Linked DNA regions of Mus musculus: all the other regions are linked to region 5. Evidence: chromatin contacts called from public Hi-C, HiCAR-type and promoter capture Hi-C data. All regions are on one chromosome and are shown on one strand. The core of a region is the stretch at or near the end of the contact, and the rest is flanking DNA. Distances in the headings are between cores, read along the strand shown.

What was found. Promoter capture Hi-C pulls out the DNA fragments that hold promoters and counts their contacts. Hi-C and Micro-C count contacts between places; a contact is called where the count stands out from the background. HiCAR-type assays count read pairs that join an accessible place to other places.
Region 1: a promoter capture Hi-C map of pre-B cells shows a contact between it and region 5, with 4 times the contacts expected there. The contact joins the promoter of Atp5h here to the promoter of Snhg16 in region 5. A contact is called at or near these places in 3 of 39 promoter capture datasets (hematopoietic stem and progenitor cells, liver and pre-B cells), 1 of 115 datasets of contacts at active chromatin or transcription factors (microglia) and 1 of 9 other capture datasets (adipose tissue).
Region 2: a HiCAR-type map of astrocytes shows a contact between it and region 5, with 4 times the contacts expected there. The contact joins the promoter of Usp36 here to the promoter of Snhg16 in region 5. A contact is called at or near these places in 1 of 39 promoter capture datasets (liver) and 1 of 115 datasets of contacts at active chromatin or transcription factors (astrocytes).
Region 3: a promoter capture Hi-C map of pre-B cells shows a contact between it and region 5, with 2.1 times the contacts expected there. The contact joins the promoter of Fdxr here to the promoter of Snhg16 in region 5. A contact is called at or near these places in 1 of 39 promoter capture datasets (pre-B cells) and 1 of 484 Hi-C or Micro-C datasets (erythroblasts).
Region 4: a contact with region 5 is called in a promoter capture Hi-C map of liver, with 2.3 times the contacts expected there. The contact joins the promoter of Cyth1 here to the promoter of Snhg16 in region 5. A contact is called at or near these places in 5 of 39 promoter capture datasets (cranial neural crest, hematopoietic stem and progenitor cells, liver and 1 more) and 1 of 484 Hi-C or Micro-C datasets (B cells).
Region 6: a Hi-C map of B cells shows a contact between it and region 5, with 5 read pairs. The contact joins the promoter of Engase here to the promoter of Snhg16 in region 5. A contact is called at or near these places in 3 of 39 promoter capture datasets (liver and pre-B cells) and 1 of 484 Hi-C or Micro-C datasets (B cells).
Region 7: a contact with region 5 is called in a promoter capture Hi-C map of liver, with 3 times the contacts expected there. The contact joins the promoter of Socs3 here to the promoter of Snhg16 in region 5. A contact is called at or near these places in 2 of 39 promoter capture datasets (liver and pre-B cells).

The regions. Positions count from the first base shown.
Region 1 is chr11:115,417,987-115,421,382 of GRCm38.p6, forward strand. It overlaps Atp5h (ATP synthase, H+ transporting, mitochondrial F0 complex, subunit D), which reads right to left and starts at 1,933. Exons shown (of 6, transcript NM_027862.1): 1 at 1,906-1,933; 2 at 400-530. The coding sequence starts at 521. It overlaps Kctd2 (potassium channel tetramerisation domain containing 2), which reads left to right and starts at 2,140. Exons shown (of 6, transcript NM_183285.3): 1 at 2,140-2,520. The coding sequence starts at 2,182.
Region 2 is chr11:118,288,734-118,292,192 of GRCm38.p6, forward strand. It overlaps Usp36 (ubiquitin specific peptidase 36), which reads right to left and starts at 1,511. Exons shown (of 21, transcript NM_001033528.1): 1 at 1,224-1,511.
Region 3 is chr11:115,275,105-115,278,558 of GRCm38.p6, forward strand. Fdxr (ferredoxin reductase) reads right to left here and starts at 1,865. Exons shown (of 12, transcript NM_007997.1): 1 at 1,705-1,865; 2 at 975-1,078. The coding sequence starts at 1,783.
Region 4 is chr11:118,247,249-118,251,062 of GRCm38.p6, forward strand. Cyth1 (cytohesin 1) reads right to left here and starts at 1,310. Exons shown (of 14, transcript NM_011180.4): 1 at 1,191-1,310. The coding sequence starts at 1,212.
Region 5 is chr11:116,670,250-116,673,775 of GRCm38.p6, forward strand. Snhg16 (small nucleolar RNA host gene 16) reads left to right here and starts at 1,411. Exons shown (of 5, transcript NR_027821.1): 1 at 1,411-1,507; 2 at 1,915-2,106; 3 at 2,415-2,489. It overlaps Snord1c (small nucleolar RNA, C/D box 1C), which reads left to right and starts at 2,256; the gene lies at 2,256-2,333.
Region 6 is chr11:118,475,469-118,479,148 of GRCm38.p6, forward strand. Engase (endo-beta-N-acetylglucosaminidase) reads left to right here and starts at 1,364. Exons shown (of 14, transcript NM_172573.3): 1 at 1,364-1,636; 2 at 3,415-3,485; 3 at 3,618-3,680. The coding sequence starts at 1,518.
Region 7 is chr11:117,967,719-117,971,336 of GRCm38.p6, forward strand. It overlaps Socs3 (suppressor of cytokine signaling 3), which reads right to left and starts at 1,648. Exons shown (of 2, transcript NM_007707.3): 1 at 1,157-1,648; 2 at 1-600. The coding sequence starts at 512.

The DNA.
Region 1 (3,396 bases), core at 683-3,182, 1.3 Mb before region 5:
CAAAAGACACTAGTTACACAGCAACCTCCTATCCCTGACACACTGGAGTGTCAAGCACACTTTTATCTGAAGGGCCACCACAAAAATGCTTTCATTTGCAGAACACATTGTTTCTTTCCTCTTGTCGAACTATTAGAAATGCCTAGCTAGGGCTGGCAAGATGGCTAAGTGGGTAAAGGGGCTTGTTGCTAAACCTGAGGACCTGTATTCAATACCCAAGACTCATCACATAGTTGAAGGCAGAGAGCCAACCCCACAAGTTTTCCTTTTGATATGGCACACACAGCAGCAGATTCGAACTCATATACTTACTAAATACTAAGTGGATGTGATAAATGTCAAAACATTGCTTCCAGGTTCAGCATCAAGGATGGGGGCTCCCTCTTACAGCATACTGACCTGGCGTGGAAGGTCTCATTCCAGGACTTCAGGGCATTTCCAATTGCCTTCTGGTTTTGGGGCATGACCTCCACAAAAGATACCCAATCAATGGTTTTTAGAGCAAGTTTACGCCCAGCCATCTTGGGATACTAGAAAACAAAACAGCGCCTTTGGAGAGAACCCCTGAAGGAGACCATTCCAGAGAAATACAAGTCGTTAAGAGACGGATCAGCTCAAGCATTTGATGGGTATATATATGCAACAGATGAAAGAATTCGGATTTAAACCAGGAAAGAGGGCTAGGGATGTAGCTAGTTGCTAGAATGCTTGCCTGGCATGGACAGAGTCCTGGGTTCCCTCTCCAGCACCAGAAACACTGAGGTAGAGGCAGAGAATCAAAGTTCAAGGTCACATGAGAGATGTGGGAGCTTGTCTCAATACATCAAAATAAAGCTCTACAACCCAGAATATAAACATGTTCTCTCCTACCAGGCTGCCCTTCCTCTATCCCAACTCATTTCTATTCTTTGCAGACACTTCTAAAGGAAGTCATAAGCTGCCCAAAGGCTAACTAAGCTACTGTGTTTTGGCCACTGACTCTCCACCACAACCCCGGCCATTCACTCGAACTGTCCTGCCCAGGTCATCCTGTCCACAGCACACATACTGTGCACTTTCAGAGGCATTTTTACACAAATGATACTGTGAAAAGAAAGTGACTGAAGCGGTCTTGAGACCAAAACAAGACGAGATACAGAAAATAACTATGAAGAGAGCCAACCGAAAAGTGGAAACCATCTACACAAGCTCTGAGTGGGGGATACCTTCCTATCGATCAAAGTTGTCAAATGCCGGTCTCTCTCCTTCCTTCCTTCCTTCCTTCCTTCCTTCCTTCCTTCCTTCCTTCCTCAGTACAGCTTACGTCTCTAAGAGACAGAGACAGAGACTAAGACAGTTGTCAAGTGAACTAAGGATGCCAGAGAACGAAGTGCACTGGAGAAAGCAGGAGTTACAGACTTTTTGTTATCTGATTCATCTCTAGCGCTGGTTGTTTCTCAGACAAATTGGCCAGCCTGCTCTCATACACAGGTCATAAGCATAGAGAATGACCAATAGTTAATTAGATCAATCGGTAAACCTCATGAGGAATAGGAATCCTCCATTCGAAGGGAAGGACGTAGAGTTGAAGTCTGCTAGGTGTCTTGTCCTCTCTGAAAGTTACCACCCTAACTCTGTGATGCTTTCCCGACCCCTAAACTCCACTCCTGAGATCGCCACACAGTGTGAGACAAAAGTCTGTGGCAACATCTAAATTCACGGTGATTGGCTAAGTCACTGCCAGGCCCCAGGCTCGCCCCGCGGGAAAGCGAGCAGGGCAAAGCAGTGACCTCGGGCGCTCTGCTAGCGGGGCAGCTCGAAGGCCCGATGTCCTCCGTGGAGCTGGAACAAGTGTGGAAGCGAGGTCTGGAATACAATACAAAAGAGTCCGTGGAGATTCGACCCAACACCTCAGACCCCACTCACCTTCACCGACCCCCGGCGGAGTGCTCTCTCTCCAGCAAGCAAGGAACGGAAGAGAGTTGCCGGAAGTTCTCTCCTTGGCCAATCCGAACGAGCAATAGGCGGGTCTCATGTCACACTTCAGCCAATGAGCATGGAGTCCCGTCCTGGAAGGCGGGCGCGGCGCCTGCGCCGTCGGGGTCCCTTTTCCCCCTGCCCCACGCCCGCCGATGGGCCGGCCCGGCTCTCCCCGCCGAGGAGTCGGCCGGCCCGGCGGCGCGCGGGCAGCGGCGGCCCAAGATGGCGGAGCTGCAGCTGGACCCGGCAGTGGCGGGGCTGGGAGGGGGTGGCAGCAGTGCGATGGGCGACGGCGGCGGCTCGGGCCGCGGACCCCCCAGCCCTCGCCCTGCGGGCCCGACACCCCGCGGACACGGCCGCCAGCCCGCCGCCGCCGCGCAGCCGCTGGAGCCCGGGCCCGGACCTCCGGAGCGGACGGGAGGCGGCGGGGCCGCCCGCTGGGTCCGGCTCAACGTGGGCGGTACCTACTTCGTGACCACCAGACAGACCCTAGGCCGGGAGCCCAAGTCCTTCCTCTGCCGCCTGTGCTGCCAGGAGGACCCGGAGCTGGACTCCGACAAGGTGCGCCCCGCCCTCGGGCGCGCCCCCGGGTGTTGGGACCCATTCCAGGCTGGTGCTCCGATCTCTGGGACGCGTTTCCCTCCAGCGGGTCCTGCAAACCCGGACTTGAGTCCACTCTCTTCCCCCCGAGTTAGCACTGGCCACCTCAGAATGATCTCCCGTCCCAGTTCTGCCCCATCTTCAGGCACACTCCGGTTTCCCTTCGCACCCCGCTCTTTTCTCAGCTGCTCCTGCGTGGAGTTGTCTACCTGCACCCACGGGAGCCCCCTTCGTGCTCCTGTCACATTCCCTGCCCCTCCTGGGGACCACCCCTTCTCAGATCTGCATGAGTTTTTCTTTGGCTCCCGGGCGGCCCCCTGCTGCTGGTGCCAAATGCATTCAGAACTGGGTCAGGGTGAATGACCACATCTTGGTCACTTTCGGAGGACTCAGGTCCTGTTCCATCCCTGTGTAAAGTGGTATTAAACTCGGGGTTTAATGATAGCGTCCACTACTGAAGGCTGCAGGAAGTGCTTGTGATACATCCTGTGGTGGTGATAAAATCCTGGTCCCAGACCTTTTGTGCCGTAACAGTCACCGTTTCGGTACATTTTTGAAAGTAAATGCACTCCTTGGAAAGATGGGCTGATAGGTTAGGACCCAGAGAATGTGTAGCGTCAAACACAGGGTTGAGCAGTGGCAAGACGTCATTCATTTCCAGTTTGAACTGTAACTTTTGCAGGTTGACCTTTGACTCTCAAACGCATCCATACCATAAAGCACTCCCATGGTTAGTAGACTTGCATAAACCCTTAATCAGTTTCATCTGTTCTCTGATACCAAATTGATGGGAACCTTAAGAGATTCCAGAACTCCTGTTTATAGGGAATTATTTTT
Region 2 (3,459 bases), core at 261-2,760, 1.6 Mb after region 5:
AGAATGCCTCAGAACTCCATCTAACCAACGCCCCCACCCCCAACAGAATGCAGATGGGAGGTGGCCTGGCTTCTGAAAATCCCCACCACACAAACATCATTTTCAAAACCACACATGCCTCCCTACGGGGAGGTGAGAACTTTGTCCTGGCCCAACATGGTTCAGGGATGAGCAAATGGGAACACTAACCCAAAGGCATTTGCCACAAGGGCCTTAGGACCAAGGCAGGCTACTCAGCCAAGATCATTTTTGAAGCTATAGCAGGAAAAAAGTGTCTATCATTCTACCTGGAAGATACGGCTATGTGATGTAGGAGCGAGAAAAATGTTCGTGTAGTTCCCAGCAAACCCTCTAACATGCACACGCAGCACGTGTGACTCTCAGGCCAACCGGGATGCTTCCTCGACCCAGGTCTCTCAAGGACTAGGATACTCTGCACGCCCAATTTACATATCTAATTCGGAACTCAAGCCTGGCTCCTCCCTTCTGACAGATGTCATTTAAACAAAGCATTTCCTTCAGCTCTTTAAGCTGTTTTCCAAGAAATACTCAAGTCAGATTCTCAGGGTCACTTACATGCTGGCGAAGACAGAGCTGGGGCCTCCAAGGCATCCCACCGCAGAGCATTCCAAGTCAGGGAACAGTTGAACTACATGCTCTTTGGCATCCTCAGGCATCCAAGGTGCCTCCCTGTCTTAGGATGCTATTCCACCATCTCCATCACCAAGGGTCACGCCACAGACGCAGGCAGGCTCGCGCGCGCACACACAATCACACACCATAAGCAATGGGCATTTTGGTTAGAATGCTATCCTGCTATTACATTTCGGTGTGGATCCGTGTTAAGGATCTGACCCTGCCCTAGTCTATAAAATGGACTACAGCTATACCTCCACCCTAAGATTTCCAGCTCCGGGAACCTTCAAAGGAAAACCCGCTCTGAGAGAACAACCGCGATCCCAGCGACCTCACGTTCCAGAAGCTCCCTGGGATGAAGACTGATGCAATTCCCTGGCTACGCTAGGGTTTACAGGCACCCCTCACATCACCTGTCCCTTCCTCGGAGTCCCTGGCATCCCTTGTTCCTCCAAGTCCCTCGCACCCCAACCTTCTCCAGTGTTGCCCTACGCCCCTCTCACGCCCTGTCCTTCCCGGCGATCCCTGTCCCTTGCGTCCGATGTTCTTTCTGCGTTCCCCGGTGCCCTCGCCGGCCACGCACGCACCTGTCAGCCTTCGCTGGAGTCCCCAAAACCCGCGGGTAGAACGCGCACCCTCCTCGTCCCAAGCCCCGCGGAAGCTCCTGCGCTCCGCCGCGCCCGACCTCGACCTCCTAGGCCTCTCGGGAACCCGCGGAAGGCCCGCGCAGCACCAGCGTCCGATCCGGGCCGGGCCAGCATGCGCACCATCCGGGCCTCCAGAGCCTCACACACGTGTCACCACGACGTTTAAAGGAGCCGCACTGCAATGTGCTCCCTGAGTCCGCGTGAAGGGCACGTTCGCCTTAAGAGGCGGAGCTAACGGCGACTTGTCTCCCTGGACCCTCCCTTCTCTGCTATTCGCGACGCACACGTCACCCCTCCGCCCCGCAGGCCTGCCAGTCTACGCGATGACGCAAGCGCGTAGAGCTAAAAGCTCCGGAAGCGTCCCGGAGTCCAGAGACCCTGCTGCGGCTTGGCGTGGTTCCCGCGGTGTACGCGAGTGGCGTCACTTCCGCTTGCGTGCCTGACATTGCCAGTGCGCAGGCCCAGTGTGCTGCGGCGAGGAGCTCAGGGCTCACGTTCAGTGCAAGCCACCGAGGCTTTGAAGATTCACCGTTCGTTAGTTCTTACCTGCAGGCGTCCTTTTGAAAAAAAACAAAAAAACAAAAAAAACCCTAGCAAGCCGGGCATGGAATGAGGCCCTGGGTTCCATCCATCACTGCATGAAACAGGCGCTGTGGCACAAGAAAGCAGTTTCTGCAACTCTGAGGAGTGGAGGGGGTGGGGGATGATCAGAACTTAAACGTCATCTCTGGGATCCTTGAGATGCTGGCTATAGCCACTCCACCGCTTAACTTAAGTGGCCAAGGCTGGAGGATCATTGGAGAATGTCTTCTGGACCACGTAGCAGAACCTTGTCTTTAAAAAAGGGGGTGGGAGTGGGGGCTGATGGGGTAGTAATGGCAAAGACCAAATCCTGTTAGCCTATACCAATGTCCCTTTTAGAGCTAGAAAGATGGCTCAGAGGTTAAGATGGCTTGTCGTTCTTTCCAAGGACTTCCCAGCACCCATACAGTGGTGGTTCAAAATCTCATGTAACTCTACATGTGGCAGACACATATGACCTAAATTAGAAAAAAAAAGTTCTCTTAGTTTTAAAAAGATTTTGAATTACATACGTATAGGGGAAGAATATCTGAGTGTAGGTGCCTGTGGAGGCCACTGGTGTCTCATCCTCTCTTAGAACTGGAATTACAGGCAGCTCTAAGTTGTGAGCTCCCAGTGTGAGGGCTGGGAACCAAACTCTGGTACTCTGTAAGAGAAGTAGGGGCTATTAACTATTGAGTTCCAGTCCCAGAATCCTCCCTCTTTATTTAGACCGACTTCTTTGTTCTCTGACCACTCTTTGTGTCTGGCTGGAGCTGGCTCTATAAACCCACTGTTCTAGGCTGGCTACAATGAATTACTGCTTTTGCTGTCCCGAGCCTGATACAGTTCCTGGGAAATTCACTGTTTTAGCACGCTTCCTGTGTGGGAGCTGGCACCTGGCATAAGACCTAGGTTTTTAATCCAGATGTTGTTCTAATTAGCCTGTTACTTTGCAAATTTCTCTTACTTGGAGGCTTGATCTGTGGGGACAAAAAAATAAAATAAAATTCAGAGTCAGTAGCTCAGTTGGCAGGTAATAAATTTAGTCCCCAGGCTGGGCGATAGTGGCACACACCTTTAATCCCACTCAGGAGGCAGAGGCAGGCAGATCTCTAAATTCAAGGCCAGCCTGGTCTACAGAGTGAGTTCCAGAGAGCCAAGGATACACAGAGAAGCCCTGTCTCAAAATAAATAAATAAATAAATAAATAAATAAATGCAATCCCCAGATGCCCCCCAACCCCCTAGTGCAGTGGTGTTATAGAAATGTAATCCCTTCTCAGTGAGAAATCACTCTGCACACTTCGAGATCTGTAAAGAACATACTTTTACATGCAACTGGATGTGGCCAATGCCCAGGGAAGAGCCAGCCTCAAACAGAAGAAGGTCTTATTAACTCATAGACAAGGTAGGCTTGTGCATTGTGCATACTTGACACTTGTAAATCTCTTTTAGGTCCAGATCCCAGATTACATATTGAATAATTTAAATAGAGATGGAAAACTTAACTCTGACCATTTGGGCAGATGGCAGATTCATTCAGCAAAGATATTGTAAGGATTCTTTCTTTCTTTTCTTCTTTCTTTCCTTCCTCCCTCCCTCCCTTCCTTCCT
Region 3 (3,454 bases), core at 615-3,114, 1.4 Mb before region 5:
AAATATACATTCTCTAGGGACAGCTTCTGGTAGCGCTGACCTGTGTAGATCATGGTATGTAGCTGCAGAGTCATGCATAGGTCACTTCACAGCAGAGGTCTCCATGAGACCCTCCTAGTGTCAGCTCCAGGTAAACCAGGCCACTGGGTCACTCTGCCTTTCAAACATTTGTATGTGATATCAATATAATCATCGTTTTTTCTTCTGTCCCGTTGGTATTACAAGCCCCTCTAAAGTTCAGACACTGTCTTGTCTCAGTCAAGCTCAGTATTCCTTACTTTTTAAAATTACTTATTTTATCACTTTTAGTTATGTATGTTGTGTGTGTGCAAGAATGAAGGGCCAAGCAGAGGCCAGAAGAGGACATTGGGTTCCCTGGAGCTGAGTTGTGAGCCACTGTGTGGGTGCTGGGAACCCAACTCCCATCTTTTGGTCCTCTGTGAGACCATAAACACTCCTAACCACGGAGCCTTCTCTGCAGTACCCCGCCCCCTTCCTCTTTTGCTTTAAGGTCTGAGACAGAGTTTCCAGTACATCTGGCAACCTTGAGGCCCTGTCTGGCAAGACTAATACTGAAAGCTTTGAGACCTTGGCCTTTGTGGAAGAGAATGGTCGTGGGGAGGGCGCAAAGCTGCAGACAAGATTGCCTTGAAATATAAAATGCTGGAGATAAAGAAGCGTAAAGATAAGGGGAGGCGAAAGCCATCCCATTAGACTGAAAAAGACTTCCCTACAAAGCAGAAGACAGCTGCCCATCTGTCCCCAACCACCATCCATGGAACAAATGCATGTCTCTCACAGCTGAGGACCTAGGGCGCCTCAGCTATACCTGTGGAATCAGTTAGAAAGAACACAGCTTACATTAGTCAAAAGCCCCTTCCTTGTCAGACAAACCAAAGGGCTGGAGCCTACCCCCAGAATTGGGACAAGAAATGAATGGTAAGAAGGGAGCCTGGAAGGAGTGCCTCGCTTACCTTTAACAAGTGTTGGGCTGTGTAGAAGCCAGCTGGGCCACTGCCGACCACACAGATCTGAGGGGTCTTCTCCTGTGTGGAGAACTTCTGGCAGAAGCCTGGGGCTAGGTAGAGCAGGGGACAGCAGGGTCAAACCAACACCCTCCTACCACCCCAAACCAATTCTGTCCAGTTGCACCTTGCCTTCACCCTCACCTGCATCTTCCTTTTTCCGTTCCTCAAAGCTTCACCATTTCATCTGAATGCCAGAGCTGTCTTTATCCAGAACCCCATGTCTCACCCATGAACAATAACAAATAATCTGCCCCAGACCCCCTTATCCCCCAAGCTGTCCTGCACAGCACTATCTTTCTTGAGAGGTTCCTTATGTGATCTCATGTCTTCATATGCCCATCACGTTTCTATTTTGCTTTTTTCTAGCCCTTCTTTCCCCCACAGAACTCTATTGCTCATCTCCTCACCTCGAATTTGCCTGTCACCTCCGTTCACCTCGTATCACACATAAAGACCTCATGGTCTATCCTTTTAGCCTTTACTGAGCTGTCTTACCCAGGACGCCTTACATCTCTTTGCACAGATCCTCCCCTCTCCATCACTCCCATTTCTCCCGCAAGAGCAGACACGTTCAGCTTTGCCCCTCTCCAGCCCCGCCTCAGCTCTGCTCGGACCCCCGCTCTTGATCACAGGCCTCCCCTCGCCCTGGTGCAGCCCCCAAGAGCCCTGCTCCTACTCGGAGTGCTCCTGGAGGGAGACGGCCGAAGCCCAGACCACGCGGACCAGCGCCACCAGTGCCAGCAGCGAGGAGCCATGGCTGAGAAGTGCAACCAGCAAGCGGAAGAGCTAGCAATGACTCTAGTGCTGAGCGCAGGTCCAGCAGCCCGCCGAGGACGCTCCTCTGGACCCGCCCATCACTGGAGCCCCGCCCCAAGCCTCGCCTCCCGCTTGCTTAGAAACATCAACTTGGAGACTTCACCAAGATTTCCGAAATAACCACGCCCCCAAAGAGAACCATGCCCCCATCTCGCCAAGGCCCCGCCCCCAGAACGTCCAATCCTCAAAAGCTTATCAAATTTCTCCGGTCTTCCTAGTACCTCCAGATGCCGGAAGTCTAGATTTGAAGAAACGCGAATCCCCTATGCTGTTTCAGTTGCTCTTGAAGAAGGGAGCCAATTGGAAAGGAGCTTACTTTATGTAAAGCTTGCCGCTCGCTGATGACGCAATGCCCCGTTGTCGTTGTTTGAGTGATTTTTGTATCAGCCAATCAGAAGGCCAGAGCCCGGAAGTCTCGTGTATCCGCTATTCTTGACTCCTCGATTTTTAAGTCTGGATGTTGAACTGATGTAGCCTCAAACAGCTACTTGTGCGTGTCAGAGAAGGACAAGTGTTAAACTCTCAAGAGCTTATTTCTAGTCACCCTCTTCCCACGATGGGGGAGGAAACACGCGAAGAAGTTCCCCCTCTGGCACTGAGACCAGAGCCCGACCTTCGACCCTGGTCCGACAGTACAGGGATCAGGGTGAGACCGTACCTTAGGGGGCACCCAAAAGCTCAGTAGTCAAGGTAAATCATTCATATTCCATGTTTTAAAAGAAAATTGATGCAAAGCCTAAAATCAATATCTTTTAAAAGTTTTTTCTAACATTTATATATTTTATTACATTATTTATGGGGGCCGGTGTACACTTGCCACAGCGTTCGCGTGGTGTGTGGTAGTCAGAGGACAGCTTATAGGAGTTGGTTCCCTCCTCTACGTGAATTCCTGGGTTTCAGACTCATTTAAGGCTGAGGGCAAGCAACTTTACCCTCCAGCCGACCCACACATGTTTTCTACACAAGAACAGGACCTGAAGAAGGGTGAATGCTTAATGTGCACATGATCCTGGTTTCGATTACACCACAAAAAATATAATTAAAATAAGGGCAGGACCCATTGTCACCTCTAACCAGACAAGCCCAGTGCTTCTCTGAGAGTCCTTCTCCTTCTTGGAAGACTAACCTGTCATCCTCACAACATCTGATTCTTGTTTATTCTTGTTGAAGATTGAACCCAGGGACTTACAAAATTGCTCTACGTTTTAACTGCCCCCTGCCTCGCCCCGCCCCGCCCCGCCCCTAGCTGAATCTTCTATTCCATAATTCAGGTACAAAGCTAGCCTGGGCTGTATACAGAGTGGCACCTGATCTCACAAAACAGTATGCCACTTGTTTTGTGAGAGGGAAATGGCAGTAGGAACGTGGTCATACCAATGGAAACTGGCTTGACTGACCTGACTGTAATCTGGAATTCTTGGGCCAGATGAACGGCTAGGTGACAGCTTGGTGAACTTCATGCTGAGTCAGTCCATTTCAACTTTCAGGCTGGTCTGCTGGAGCCTTGTGTAGGAGCTTAATAATCCAGAAGTTTCCCCTGTTTTGTATTTCATATTTTTTACACTATTTTAAGAATGTTTTTAGCCATGCTGCGGTGGCACTGGGGAGGC
Region 4 (3,814 bases), core at 60-2,559, 1.6 Mb after region 5:
TAATATTCCTCACCAGAGTGTGAGGAGGCAAAGTTACCTGTGAGGCAACACACCGGAGTTTGGCTCCACTAAGCCGTATAAGCTTGTTAAGTTCCTGAGCCATACTTCCCTGCCAAACCAGTAAAAGGTCACCACTCGCCCTACCTGCCATTCCTTCTTCCATTCCTCCTGGAAACAATGCTAACAACCACGTAAAGCATTTCAAATAACCTTCTACAACTCCAGAGACTGCACACCCTCGGAGGGACCAGAGCCCTGGCTGTTCGCCAACAAGCAGCAAGGTTAGCCAGGAGAGTCTAAATCGCTTCTGCCCTGGTGGAGGATGTGGACTGGTGTCATTACCCGGCTACCTTCAGGCAACAGCTCAAACTTGATCCCCTTGCCCGGTGTGGTCAGGCCCTGACTGACAGACCAGGGGACCAGGAGCTAATTCACAATGCGACGGTAGCACGAACCTGACCGACGTCCCCGGCTCAGAGGCCCCGGTCAGGCCACTTGTGTTCATCTCAGAACAAAGAGCTGGATGGGGCACATAACTTCTAACACCCCTGAGAGCCGGAAACTACTAGGGAACACAGGCCGGCCGGGCGTGTTAGTCCCGCGGCCGCTCGCGGCGTCTGCCACCCCGGTGACAAGCAGCAGGCGACTCGTCTTAAAGACTACGACCCCGGTCACCTGGCCCTGACTCCCCTCGGCACCCCGGGGCTCCTCAGCATCCTCATGACCCTCAGCGCTCCGGTTAACCCCCGCCGCGGAGACCCTCTAACCCCGGCGACTCCCCTTCCGGGGCCCCTAGACTCGCAAACCTCAGCCCCAGCGACCCCCAGGCCCGAGTAACCTCGGTCCTGGAGCCCGAAAGCAATTCCCGGTTTTACACCCGTCTCCGTCGGCGCCCTCAGGTTCGGGCGACCCCTGCCGTGACCCTCCAGGCCTGGGTGACCCACAGCCCCGGCAACCCTCAGGCTCGAGTGACACTCAGTTCCCAGCGACCCTCAGGCCCGGGTGACTCTCAGTTCACGGCGACCCAAAGGTCCAGGCGACCCTCAGCCCCGGCGACCCTCAGGCCCTCGAGCGTCTGGGCAGTCACCCCCGGGCCCTCGCACTGCCGCCACCCGGCGCTCCGCGTCCCGTCCCAGGGACACCGGCGCAGGCGGAAGCTCACGAAGGGGCAGCGGACCGGCCCCACTCACCATAGCTGTCATCGTCCTCCATGGTGCTGGCGACCGGCTCCGGCCCGCGACCGCCACTGACCTCCCGCAGCCCGCGTCCTGCCAGACACCAGCTCGCCACAGGCCAGCTCCGAGCCGCGGAGCCCCGCCCCCCGCACCGCGCCCGCACTGCCCAGCACGCGCCTGCGCACGCGCCGCCCGAGGCACCGCCCCCGGCACAAGGTCCCGCCCACAGCCAAAACGCGCGTGCGTGAACGCCCTCTAGGCCCCGTCCCCTTGAGGACCTCTTTAGTTTGCGTTTACGCAAGCGCGGCACCTAGGCTCTGCCTATCTATGACTCCGCCCCCAAGTCACGCCCTCTCTCCTTAGGTACCGCCCCCTCTCCTCGGGGCAGGGCAGTTTCGGGTTTCAAGTTTCACAAGCGTGCGTAGGCCGCGGGCGTGGTTTACTAGCCAGGGCCAGCGTCCAGCCACTCGGCTGGTTAAACATACTCAAGGTCACGGGTATAACCCGAAGGGTAAGGTGGCCCTAGCTGTATCCGCCTCGGACACCAACACGTCGAGGAGGAAATTACCTAAACTCATCTGTGTTCGTTACTTATACTTCCTACCGGCGCCAAGTTGCACAGGAGGACATAACTTCCAAATTAGTAGCCTCAATTTACAGGCTCTGCTGCTTTCTTCGGGAGGACCGGTTGATCCCCCTTTGCAGTTGTGGCCAGGGGCTGCTTCTGTGGAGGTGAGAGCATTTATGCGGTAGGAGGTCTCTGCAGAATTAATCAGTGGAAGCACCAACCAATGATCTGAAAAGGCCCTTAGGGAACACCCTGTCCTGTGAACTCTAGCCAAGTGACCAGCAGGGAGTGCATTGCAGCTCAATGACAGAGCACTTGCCTAGCAATGTGAGAGACCCTAGATTGCATCCCAGAGACCAGGGGAAAGGAGAAAACTAATTCCCAGACTCAGAGGGTCTTATATGGGCTGGGGCATCTCTGGGTGGTAGGTCCCTGTCCAGGATGTCCTCCACCACAGCATGCACAAACCCTTCTTACCCCAGAAAGGCCTGGGGTAGTGGTGCTTGCCTGTGGCATACCTGTTGTTAGTCTAGCGTCCCAGGAAACTGAGGCAGGAGGACAATATAGTGAAACTCCACCTCAAAAACAAAACAAAACAAAACAAAACAAAAACCTACAAATACAGCAAAAGAGACACTGGGAAGTTTTGGGACGGGTCTTCCTGATTGAAACAAAGACTTGAAATCCCCCATGCAGCCCCAGAACCAGCCTTCTACCCCCACAGCTCCCTCTCTCTGCAAATCACTGCCTGTAGAGGGTTGTGGGAATCTCTGGGCTTCTGCAGGGCATGAAGGGGCCAGGCCAACCACATGGGGAGGAAGGAGAGTCAGGTCTTTCCTTGTGGGTCCTTCTCTTCGCTGGATGGGCTGCAGCAATCCTTTCTCCCCCATGGCCAACAGCCTTAGTCTGTAATTGCTCAAAATCTCTGTACAACTTAAATAAATTTAAATTCCCCAGTGTGCCACCTTATACCTGTGTCCTGTGGCAGACATGCTGCAGTGGGTATATGCATATTTTCTGAGAAAGATATATGAGGAAAATTGACAGAAATGAAAGGGGAGGTGGAGAAAGTGGGACTTATTTTTTCTTTAAAGATGTTAACATTTTGTGTGTGGGGGGAGGAGGAAATGGATGAGGAGGAGGAAGAGGAGGAGGAGGAGAAAGAGGAGAAGGAGGAAGAGGAGGAGGAGAAGAAGGAGGAGGAGGAGGAGAAAGAGGAGAAGGAGGAAGAGGAAGAGGAGGAGAAGAAGGAGGAGGAGGAGGAGGAGAAAGAGAAGAAGAAGAAGAAGAAGAAGAAGAAGAAGAAGAAGAAGAAGAAGAAGAAGAAGAAGAAGCAGAAGCAGAAGCAGCCAAAAACATTATATTAAGGAATTTATGCATCTTGCTGGGGGTGGGAATAGGGGTAGGTTGGGGGGGGGTGGCACACACCTTTAAGTTCAGCACACAAGAGGCAGAGGCAGAGGCAGAGGCAGAGGCAGAGGCAGAGGCAGAGGCAGAGGCAGAGGCAGAGGCAGAGGCAGAGGCAGAGGCAGAGGCTGAAAGATCTCTGTGAGTTTGAGGTCAGCCTGGTCTACATAGTAAGTTCCAGGACAGCAAGGGCTATAGAGACCCTGTCTCATAAAACAAAATTTACCCATCTCACTTGACCATTGTTTCCATTGTTTCTGTATACATCCTGAGCCACAGAGCCCACTCTGGGAATGTCACTCTTTAAAAACCTTCTTTTGAGACAAGAATATTATTACATCATTTTCTATCTCCCTTTCCTCCCTCCAAACCCACTCATGTGTTTCCCCATTGCTCTCCTTGAACTCCGTGATCTTTTTGTTAAGTGTCTGTGTGTGTTCCTAGATATATGAACACAACCTGCTCTGTCTATATAAAGCTACTTGTATGAAGTTTTCACGGCTGACCATTCGGTATTGGATAACCAGATAGTGTGCTCTTCGCCAGGAAGATGACTCCTCCCACTTTTGGCTTTCTTTGGCTAGGGTTGAGTCCATCTGTGCCTTCCTGCTCCCGTGTTAGCAGGTCTATTGGTGTTGCCCTTGATTGGGCCGTGTTTAGACAG
Region 5 (3,526 bases), core at 161-2,660:
CTCCTTGGGACATTCTGTGAGAAAGACACAGCCCAACACTAAGCCCAGCACTATGAGGGAATAAAAAAAATATTAAGAGAGTTCCCTCCCCCCAAAAGGACTCACAATTAAATTAAAGGAGAGAAATATACACGGATATGGTCATTAAGAGTGAGTAACAGATTTCCACATTAAAAAGATGATACAGGCTAAATGCTACAGAGTTCCATTTGAGGAGGACTGGAGGACCGGGCGAGGGTTGTGAATAAAAGGCTCTAGATCTTGTAAATTTAAACTAGCTTGTAAATAGGTATAAGTTCTGGCCCTGCCTTGCCATTTTGTCCTATTTAAAAATGAAGTCAAGATGCCCCATGCAAAATGATACTCTAAACGAACGAGGCAGGATCGAAAGACATGGAAAACACGCCCACGATAGAGGAAGAGGGTCCCTCATTCAGGAATCCTGTCAAGTCTCTTGCCAACAGAGAAACAAGAATTCTGGCATAATTACCAACTGCTGAAGGCCCTTTTGCCCTTCCCAGATATTAAACTACAATTTTTCAGCGACCCTCACCAATTACACCACCCCCACCCCCATGCAACCCCTAGCGACTTGTGCCTACAGTTCCATCCAACGCTTCTCTGGGGCCAGCACACTTATTTCACTTACCAAGATAGCAAGAAAGTGGGGAGGGGGTGTCTCCTAGCAACCTTTTAAGATGTAACTCACGAGCTACTAGAATTATACATGGCTAACACAATCAATTGCAACTCTCCTTGAGCCAGTTCCCACCCTGGGTATGCATTCTTCTTGAGCGCTTCTCTTTCTCCTAATCCTCACACTAAACCCCTCTATTAAAATGGTTTTTATCTCCAACTTATACCGGCTAGTCCTCAGCGCCGATTTCATTGTATCTTCCCTGTGAGAACAGTGCCACAGGCAGGCGAATACCTGGGGCTGCTGCTGCTGCTACTGACGGTCGCCCCTGCAGCTCTCGAGTGCCCCCTGCCGCCGGAACCCGCTCTCGCCCCCATCTTAAAAGCTTCTGCCCATTCCCTGGGACTCTCCCTGGACTTCACTAAGGAACTAAGCCAAGTGACATTTCTCCACCCCAGATAAAAATCTGCAGCACAATTAACGAGCCTCAGTTTCCTCAACGGTCCCTGAACCCTCGAACATTCTCCACCTCCCCAGACTTAGCGGGGGACCGCCGAAGTTCACAGTCCAAGCTCCTTACCCCGAACCCTCTGCTGCCCCTGGTGGCTGCCACCATCTTACCCCTTTCTCTTCACTCAATGTGAGGTGAGACGACCCATTCTTGGCAACGGTAGATTTAGAACTACATTTCCCATCAAACCATTCTCGACATCGCGAGAGTTCCGGCGAGACTTGCGGAGGGGAGGGAAAACGGGAAGACTGCGCGCAAGCGCGATCTCGTCCTTTCCGAGGTCCTCTGCCGCGTGTTTGGAAGTTATGGCCGCGCGGGTCTGTGGTGTTCTCCCTGAAAGGCCTAAGCTTTGGGTGATGGTAAGTTGTGGAAAAGGGAAGATGAGGTTTTTCCTACACATACCGTCGACACGCTTGCTCTCTCCGGAGGTGACGTGTCGACGATCAGCCCTTTCCTTTGCTATTGTGGGCCTTAGGAGGTCTGAGATGCTGTCTAAGGAAATGCTCCCCAGACTGCGAGACGTTTGATGCGGACGGGATGAAGCCCTTTTTGGTCTTCGATCTCCCTTCTCTTGGGGCGGGGAGCGGTCTTCTCTCTGTGACCCAAAGCCAGCCATGTGCTCAGCTCTGTCTTCCCTGGGGTCTCCATTGAGGGTGGTGGCCTTAAGTGAACACGAGTGACTCCTGCTAACTACAGATTGTCATGAACGGGATTGAAAACTGAAAGCCGTTAGCTCTAACGCGGCATAACTTCTCCTTCCCCGAAGGCATTGCCTTTTGGCACTCGGGAGACAAGATGCAGGTTCCGTCTCAGAAGTAATGGCTGGATCCCTGAAAGCCAACGGGCTCGGTGTGGTCCACCCGTCAGAAGGCATAGGTAGATGGTGGGCATCTGCCTCAGACATAGTTCTCAAGTTCAGCCAGAAGAATGCGCGTTGAGCCCTCTGCAGCCCGTGTCGGTAAGGGTTCCAAACAAGTCCAGAAGAGGGTCTGTGCCGGTGTAATTTGGGGCTATAGAGTGTCGTTCTGCAACTCAACGTGGTTGCCAGAACCGGATTTCCAAAAATGAGTTGGGTTGGCACTGGGGGGTTTGGGGGGCCTCTTGCTGGTTGAGCTGAGGATGATTTAAGTTATCCCTGTCTGAAATGACACTTTTGTGAAGAGTCATGGTTTACTGAGGCTCGACGTTTTGAGGTCTGTTTTGAGAATGACCACAGTAAGGTTGCTTCTGTTAGAATGAAGTGGGATCTCTTTATTACTCCTTCAGACGGAGGTGTTGTCTCCAGGAAGCATCATGGAAAGGCGTGGTGGTGCACAAGGGCCTTCAGGATGCCTGCGCCTGGTAAGAGCTTCATAGAGTCGCAGGGGTTGTGGTAGCTGGGAAGGGTTGGTTGTTAGGTTTGGGGTGGGGGTGGGGTTAGAGGTTGTTGGGGATTGATTGTCCAGAGGAGGGCGTGGTCCTCCTTACTCAGCACTCTCACAAGCTGCATTTAACATTGGTGAATACAAAATTGTTCCTCACTCAACTGCTAAGTAAACTGACGTTCAGTGAGTGGGTTCTGTTTCTTTTGTATATGCGTGTGCCACTGCATCTATGTGTCTGGTTGACTTGAGTGAGTTTGGTTTCCCCTTTAGCCACCAAGCTGTTTTTTGGCCTAGAAATTGGGTTAAGTAAAGATTTGGGCCTGCTACCTGGGAGTAGCACAGAGCCTTGTCTTCTGTAACACAGAATCACTGGCTTCCAAACCTGGATATCTCTCAGAACACGTAAAAAGTGTTAAAATACACACATTTCCACCCAGGTCAGTGGATGAGACGGGTATGGAGTGGAATTAAGAGTCCTCGAGGTTTGAGCAGGCATGGAGAAACGGTTTGATGACCATTCTCACAGCAAGACCAGAGCACTGGCTATGTTTAAGCACCTCCTGAGATAGGTTTTTTTAATCCTCAGTCTTAACAGACAGCCATATGCTTTTGTACATGTGGGTGGGGAAAGGAGACACTCCTTTGTATAGTGTCACCTCTTAGTGGCAGGTGTGGTAATGGCTGCCCTTCAGTAGGGTCGCTGTAGTGGGTGACCTGTACCATTTTAGGGATTTCACTGATAGTCTACAAAGACTTGCCAAAGACTCTGGCTCAGCTGTAAGGCAGATGCTGCTGGAAGTGACCTTTTTCCAGAGTCTTCCCTTGTAACCTGGATTGGCCTTGCATTTGTTGTGGAACAGGGGTTGGGTTCAAACTCATAATTCTGTCTTGGCTTCCTTCCTGTGAGTCACCTTGTCTTTAAGAGGACAGGAGTGATTAGAGAAATGGCTTAGTGGTTAAGAACATTTGCTGAATCTTTTTTAAAAACTTGTAAAAAGTTCTCGTGCACAAAGG
Region 6 (3,680 bases), core at 114-2,613, 1.8 Mb after region 5:
ACACAGCTTTCAAGATAGTTGTGTTTGCTCCACAAGGCGTTATAGTAGATGACTGTGTTTGGGCTTGTGACCTGCTACCTTCTCTCTGTCGCAGCCCCACACAGAGCTTCCCTCCCCACCCTGGGTCAGTGGGAAGAGGTGTCCTGCCAACTGTGTCCCACAGATCAGAGTGTCCTGCTCCCCAGCGTCCCTTCCCTGGCCGACTGGCCAACAGGCAATGTAACCAGGGCCTATATTCAACCACCTTAGTCACCATCCCCACCCTTGGCGTTTATGGATGCTTGGGGCCTCATAAAGCTCAAAGCCTGTAAACAGTAATAAAGAGGCCCAGAGAACTTGGCTTGGGCAAGCTGCTGTGGGGCCAGAAGCTGCAAGCTGCAGAGGGGTATTGGGCTCAGGGAGGAGAAGCCATTTCCTCGTCTTCTGGCATTTCTGCTCACCGCTCTGAACACAGGACCATCAAGGTTACTGTGAATCTCTTCTGTGCCCAGGTACTGTGGGAGGTGCCCTCTGGCAGATGCAGCTTCCTGGACCCTGAATACTTGAGAGGATTTATTTCCTGCAGAACACAGGCTTAAGAGTAAGAAGAATGCATTCAGGGGAAAACTATCCATGCTCACCATGCTGACCACCCTACAGGACAGATGGAAACAGTCCCTCCAGGTCAGCAGCACTGCCCCCATCTCTCCACCTGCCTTTACTCCTAGGTTTCCCATCGTACCTGGCTATAGCATCCCATGGAGCCCTGCCTCAAGCTGGTTATAACACCTCTTTCTTTTGTTCATTAGTAAGAAAAGACAATCGTCAGCCTGTGTTGGTTATCCAATTCCAAACGGTCAGCCCTGAAAACATTTGCATACAAGTAACATTAAAGGGACCGAACAGGTTGTGTTTATATATACACACACGTAGATGACAAACATTAAAGAAGTAAAAATCATGAATTTGAGAGAGATTGGATGAGGTACACAGGAACTATTGGAGGGAGGAAAGGGAAGGGAAACATGTAATTATATTTTAATTTCTTAAAAAAAGCAGAATATTACAGGTGCCTGTAATATTAGATCCCATCCAGGAATCCAGGGATCCAAGGAGCCAGGGACCCAGGGAAGCTAGGCCACCAGTCTCTGTGGCCCAGTTCCAGGGCTCATTGCTAACGTGTACCGACTTGGTTGTCGCTGGCAGATTGTTTCATTCGTCTGGAAAGAAAACTTCGTGGCTAACTCTAAATAACACTTTTTTGGGTCTCAGAACCTTGGGCTCAGGATCCACGCAGCCCCGCCTTTCTCCTAGACCCCGCCCATCAGGTCCCGCCCCGTCTCTCCGGTTATTTAACTCAGGCTCTACACCCGCCGCTTGCAGAACGTGGACAGATCCTAGCCGGAACTCGGTGCGAGCCAACCGCGGCGCTGCACACTCACCATTGGCTGAGAGCTGCGGCAGGGGCAGGCCCAGGCTTGCGATTGGCTGTTGGAGCAGTGTCTGGAGGGCTTAGCGGTCGGCAGTCGCTGACAGTCATGGAGACCTCGTCGGTGCTGACCCGGGGAGCTGCAAGGCAGCGGAGCCCCGCGGCCCCGGAGAAGCAGGCGCGGGACCAGACGGAGCGGAGGCCGGGGCGGCGGAGGCAGGGGCGGAGGTGCGCACGGCTGGGCTGAGCTCCAGGTCTGGGCTTGGGGTGGCCATGCTGCCTGTCGTGCAGCGCGACACTGTCTGTCGCTTGCGGACAAACCTACGTCCCTCCATCCTTCTATCCCCGGTCGCAGACGGGCCACCCGAGCAAGTTAGCAGCTCCCTTGTTCCTAACCTATGACGGACCCTGTCCCAGCCCATCGGGATCTCGTTCTGGCAGTCTGGCGCCAAGGCTACTGCACCTTCCTTTGGCCCTATAGATTAGGCAATCCCGAACATGGATGGCTTTCTGTTCGTGTAATATTTGAACTGAATCTTTAGGGACGAGGACTGTACTAGGTGGATCAGAATGAGCAAAGGCACAAAGGCAAAGAAGTGGACAGACATACCCCCCTGGTCCAGGGTTGTAACCCCGTGGTCGGTGGGACACTGGGAAAGGTATCAGCACAAACTTGATGTGTCCTGCTTCGTTTTTAAACCCACAGCAGTGAGACAGATGGGCTATTCAGACTTTAGGATGGTTGCTGACCGACGGGAAAGGTATTTGTGGGTAGAAGCCATCCTAAGAGGTCCTTTTCCTTCTTACTGGAGGGACATTCAGGTGACAGGTGGGCATGGGCAGACGGGATGACTTTGAGTTCCTTTGGGTGCAGCTGAAGGATAAAGGAGTCAGCCAGGGGGGCGCCATCTGGAAGAGGAGTATTTGGTGGTGAGATTTCAAAGGCGGGTGTTTTGCATGGCCTGATGACACAGGCCTTTAATTCCAACTCCTTGATGGGGTGAGGCAAGAGGATCACAAGTTTGAGGCCCCAACCTGGTGTAGTGAGGCCACATCGCAAAAATTAAAATGGAAGGTCTTGAGAGAGATTCATGGCAGAGCACTTGCCTAGGATGTAGGAAGTTCTGGGTTTGAGCCCCTAGCACCACAAGAAAAAGATGACGTCTCCATTTTAGCCTGCTACTGTCTGGCCATCCCCGCAGTTCCAAAGGCTCCTCAGTTTACTTACAGAGGGACAGTGTGATTGATGGCAGAACCTGAGGAGGGAGCTCAAGTCATTCCTGATGGCCTCAGGCCCTGGGGGCTTTTAAGGATGCCAGCTTGGATAACTGTGTACCTAAATGGCTACTATAGTGTCACCTCACTACTCTTTAAAGGATACTTTGAAACATATTAACAAATGAACAGTTTCTGATTTTGCTGTACTCAGACTTTGCAACTTCATGAAGCCAATGTAGTTATTCCTTGTATTATTCAGTTGCTGAAGATGGGGGGGGGGAAGGGGGCGGTGATTTTGCTGGTACTCGAAGACCATATCCCTTGGCCAGAGAAGGCCTGTGGTTCTAGGAAGTGTTTAACTTGGGGGTTTCACCTGTTGGGTGGGGCTGTCATTGGCGTCTGTCCAAGCACGAGCAGGCCTTAGTTGCTAATAAAGAAGATGAACCCCAGATCCCCTTTTTCTGGTGCCGTGCATGCCTCTGGTGTGTATTTTATAAGCCATGTCCTGTGTTATTTAGCCATTTGCTTCCAGCAGTTATTTACCCTGTGGGTGCCTGCGAGTGTAGCTCACCTACCATGTGCAGAGCAGAGCCCTAGTTCAATCACCAGTATAAATGGGGGACTGTGGCAGAGCACCCCTCTAGTCCCAGCTCTTAGAAGGTGGTAGGACAGAGATCAGAAGTCAGTGTCACCCTTGACTACACAGTTCCAGATTGACCTGGGCTACATAAGACTTTGTGTCAAAAAACAAGAGCAAATCAATCTTTTAAAACCCACCCTTTGCCTAGGATCAACGAGGATCAAGAGGAGGAAGCAGTCTTTAGAGAGGTGGTCAGTTTCACCCCGGATCCTTTACCAGGTGAGGTGACCAAAGTCCCCACTCATGTCCCTTCCTGGCCATCGCAGTCCCCACTCCCCTCTCTGTCAGAGAGGAAGAGTATGTTCGAGTCCCCTGATTTCCATATTCCTAACGGTTCTCTCCGTGGACCAGCTAGATATTATGACAAGGATACTACCAGACCTATCAGCTTTTACCTGTCGACGCTGGAGGAGC
Region 7 (3,618 bases), core at 398-2,897, 1.3 Mb after region 5:
CCCCCAGAATAGATGTAGTAAGCTCTCTTGGGGGTACTCCCGGGGAGTGCCTGGGCAGGTGGCTGCTCCGGAACTTCGGACGAGGGTTCCGTGGGTGGCAAAGAAAAGGAGGGGGTCCCTGGAGGCGGCATGTAGTGGTGCACCAGCTTGAGTACACAGTCGAAGCGGGGAACTGGCTGCGTGCTTCGGGGGTCACTCTGCAGCGAAAAGCTGCCCCCCTCACACTGGATGCGTAGGTTCTTGGTCCCCGACTGGGTCTTGACGCTCAACGTGAAGAAGTGGCGCTGGTCCGAGCTGTCGCGGATAAGAAAGGTGCCCGCGGGCTCGGCGCTGAGCAGCAGGTTCGCCTCGCCGCCGGTCACGGCGCTCCAGTAGAATCCGCTCTCCTGCAGCTTGCGCACGGCGTTCACCACCAGCTGGTACTCGCTTTTGGAGCTGAAGGTCTTGAGGCGCAGGCTGGTGTCCAGGGGGCGGCTCATCCCGGCGGCGGGAAACTTGCTGTGGGTGACCATGGCGCACGGAGCCAGCGTGGATCTGCGCGGCGGTGGCTGCAGCTGCTTCGCGGCCTCCGCACAGCGGCCGCTACCGCATCCCGGGGAGCTGCAGAGAGCAAAGCGTGAGGCGCGTGAGTGCCCGGAACCCTCCAGCGTGCCCGGCCCTCCAGCCTCCGCCTAGCGCCCGGGGCACCCCTTTGCCCCGCTTTAGACCGTGTCTCAGGCCCAGCCACCTCGCGGAACTCGACTGTCCTCGGTCACTGCCGGCCAACCCCAGACAGTCTCTTCCCCTGCCCGCCCTAGGAGGACGCCCAGAGAAAACTCGCGCGTGGAAGTTGGGTCTCCAGGAGCGCGGCCAGGATGGGGAGAGACACAAGAGCCCTAGGGACGCTCAGGGCGCCTCTCAGTCCGGTGTCCTCAGTGGCGAGGGCGAAAAAAGGGGGGTGCCAAACCCGAGATATGTGAGAGAGGGGACAGGAGAAACCCGAGGGCCCCAGTCTGAGTATGACGGGAATCAGGGATCTTCGGTTCTCATCCGCTCTGCCCCCTACCTCGTCCCCTCCCTACCGGGAATGACCCGGGAAGGGGAGGAGAAACCGGGAAAAGCTCCCGAGCTGGACCGAGGCCCCCACCCTTCCCCACACCGCGCCCCTCCTTCCTACCTAGTCCCGAAGCGAAATCTCCGGCCTTGGGGCTGCGCCTCCTATGGTCCCCGAGGCGAGGCGGCGGCCAGCAGTGGCTCGCGCTGCGCCCAGATGTTGGCAGCCGTGAAGTCTACAAAGGGGCTCCCCGTGCGTGCGCCCCCTCTGGCTTCGCTGCTCCCCGGGCCGATGAGGCGCACTCCTGGGCGAATCAGGCAAAGGACCTGGGCGAGGGACCTCGACGGAGAGCTGGGCCGGGAAGGGGGCGTCCGGGAGCCCGGAGAGACAGCGGTCGTAAGAGCAGGCGAGTGTAGAGTCAGAGTTAGAGCCGCCTCGGAGGCCGCGCGCGCGGGTATTTACCCGGCCAGTACGCCCCGCCCCCCGATTCCTGGAACTGCCCGGCCGGTCTTCTTGTAATGTTTAGTCACTACTCTGCACTGAAAGGCTGTGCGCGGAGGGCGAGGGAGGGGCCGCGGAGGGCGGGCTTGGAGCTGGGGCCTCCAGGACCCGCCGAGACTCACCGAGAGGGAGACAAAGCGCGGCGCGAGGCTGCCCGACCGGCGGGCGCGGCGCCAGCCTTGGCCGAGCGTTCCTGGCAGCGGCCCCTCCCCCGCGCGCTCCGCCCCCAACTTCTCATTCACACTTTCCCCCCCCTCCCTTCTAAGAAGGCTGGTTTCTGGCAGAGGCGGGGGCGTCGCGATGGGAGCGCGCGGGCAGTTCTAGGAGGCCAGCCGGGAGAGGCTCCCTCCTGGCACCCCTTCCCTTTCTTTTGATCCCCGCGGGGACGCTCCCCTCCCTCTGCACCCAGGCCACTCCGAGGTCCTCATGTACAGTTCCAAGCATCCCGTGCCAACCAAAAGGGACGTAGGACCATTCAGCCACCAGCCCACTGGGGACCTAGGAAGTGGAGGAGGGGGATGCGCGACATTTACCTGTAGACAGGTCCAAAAGATGAAGCTGTGAGATCCAGAAGTGGAGGAGACACTGACTTAGAAGCAGCTACCTGGCCTCAGCTCATCCGCCCATTGCCTGGTTCTTCGGTGACAGACGTGGGTGCTGATGTCCTTTGGGGAGTGGGGTGGGAGGAGCAGCTAACTACTACCTTATCACTCATCTGGGCCTCCCAACCTGCGTGGCGAACTGTGGGTCCGCCCAGGTACTCTCGGCGCGGTGGGGGAGCTAGAGGAAAGAAACCCTCATCCCATGCTCGTCCCCCGAGTCCACCAGAGGGCGCGCTGGAGTCTTGTAGGCGAGCCGAGTTTTGCTGTTTCCCAGGCTCTGTATAGAGAGAATAAGAGGTTGTGGGGCTCCTTATTCAAGAACAGGAGTGGGGAACCCAGAGAGAGAAGCCTCACTTCCCAGGACAGGGTCAAACCTGAGAAGGAATGTCGACTAGGAGGACTGTCCACAGAGCGTTGTAACGGGTTCAGCCACTGCCTGAAAGTCGCTGAGGTGTCAGAATGGACCCTCTCTTGCCTCTACGTTTTAAGGTGTCTGAACTTTCCCGATGGTGGGGTGGAGAGGGAGTATTGATAAGAGCAGGTGATTGAGGTGAAAGGTTGTTTACTCCTGGTCACGTGAGTATCTATAAAGGCCTAGTGTCGAGTTTTGCAACAGGCAGCAGGAAGTGGCAGCCACCTGAGAACCAGCTAAGTGACACACAGTGTCTGCTCTCAGTGGGCTTTCTGACCTGCCCTCTTGGATACCACAGGCTTCTTGTAACACCAGTAGGAGGGCAAACTGACTACACAGAGTAGCTTGGGCTAGGAGGGAGGGCTGCCTGCTTCCCTTCTGGCCCACTGTGTCCAATCTGCTCCACTGATGCTGAGGAACTAAGAGAGACCAGGGCAGGTGCACTGCCTCTCTGGACTCAGTCTTGTTATCTGTTAAATAGGGATGGGTGCCCATCTGTCCCCCGCCCCTGGCAATTCCAGTAGTCAAGAGGCTTAGGGGCCTTATTTAAAATATCTCACACTGGTCTGATGAGCAGATGCTCACAGATGGAGATCCCACAGGTGAGGCCCAGTCCTTGCCTTCGAGTCACTCTCAGGCTCCCCAAATGGATTCTCCCTTTCTCTGTGAACAAGCCCTCCTTGATCTCATTCAGGGAGTGTTCCCCAGCCACTGCCTTGACCGTATGCTTCTGAGCCGAGGGCAGTGGAGGACAGGGAGGACTCTTAGGAAATAGCCCTGGAGTTAATGGATGGGAAAGTGCTTTGTAAATTACAATGCTCTGCCACGAGTCAAGTTCATTCATCCATTCCACAAACCCTGACTTCGTGCCTGGCTCTGTCAGGCCTCGGGTGCAGCGCTGGGGCGGCAGAGCTGCGGGGCAAAACCCACAGTGGGGAAGAGGCTGTGGGCCATGAGCAAGGACTAGTCATGATTGTGACCCAGTGAGACACTGTGATAGCTTCTTAAGTAAGAGAGGGAAGTCAGGGGCTGGATTGCTGGCTCAGCAGTTAAGAACACCTGCTGCACTT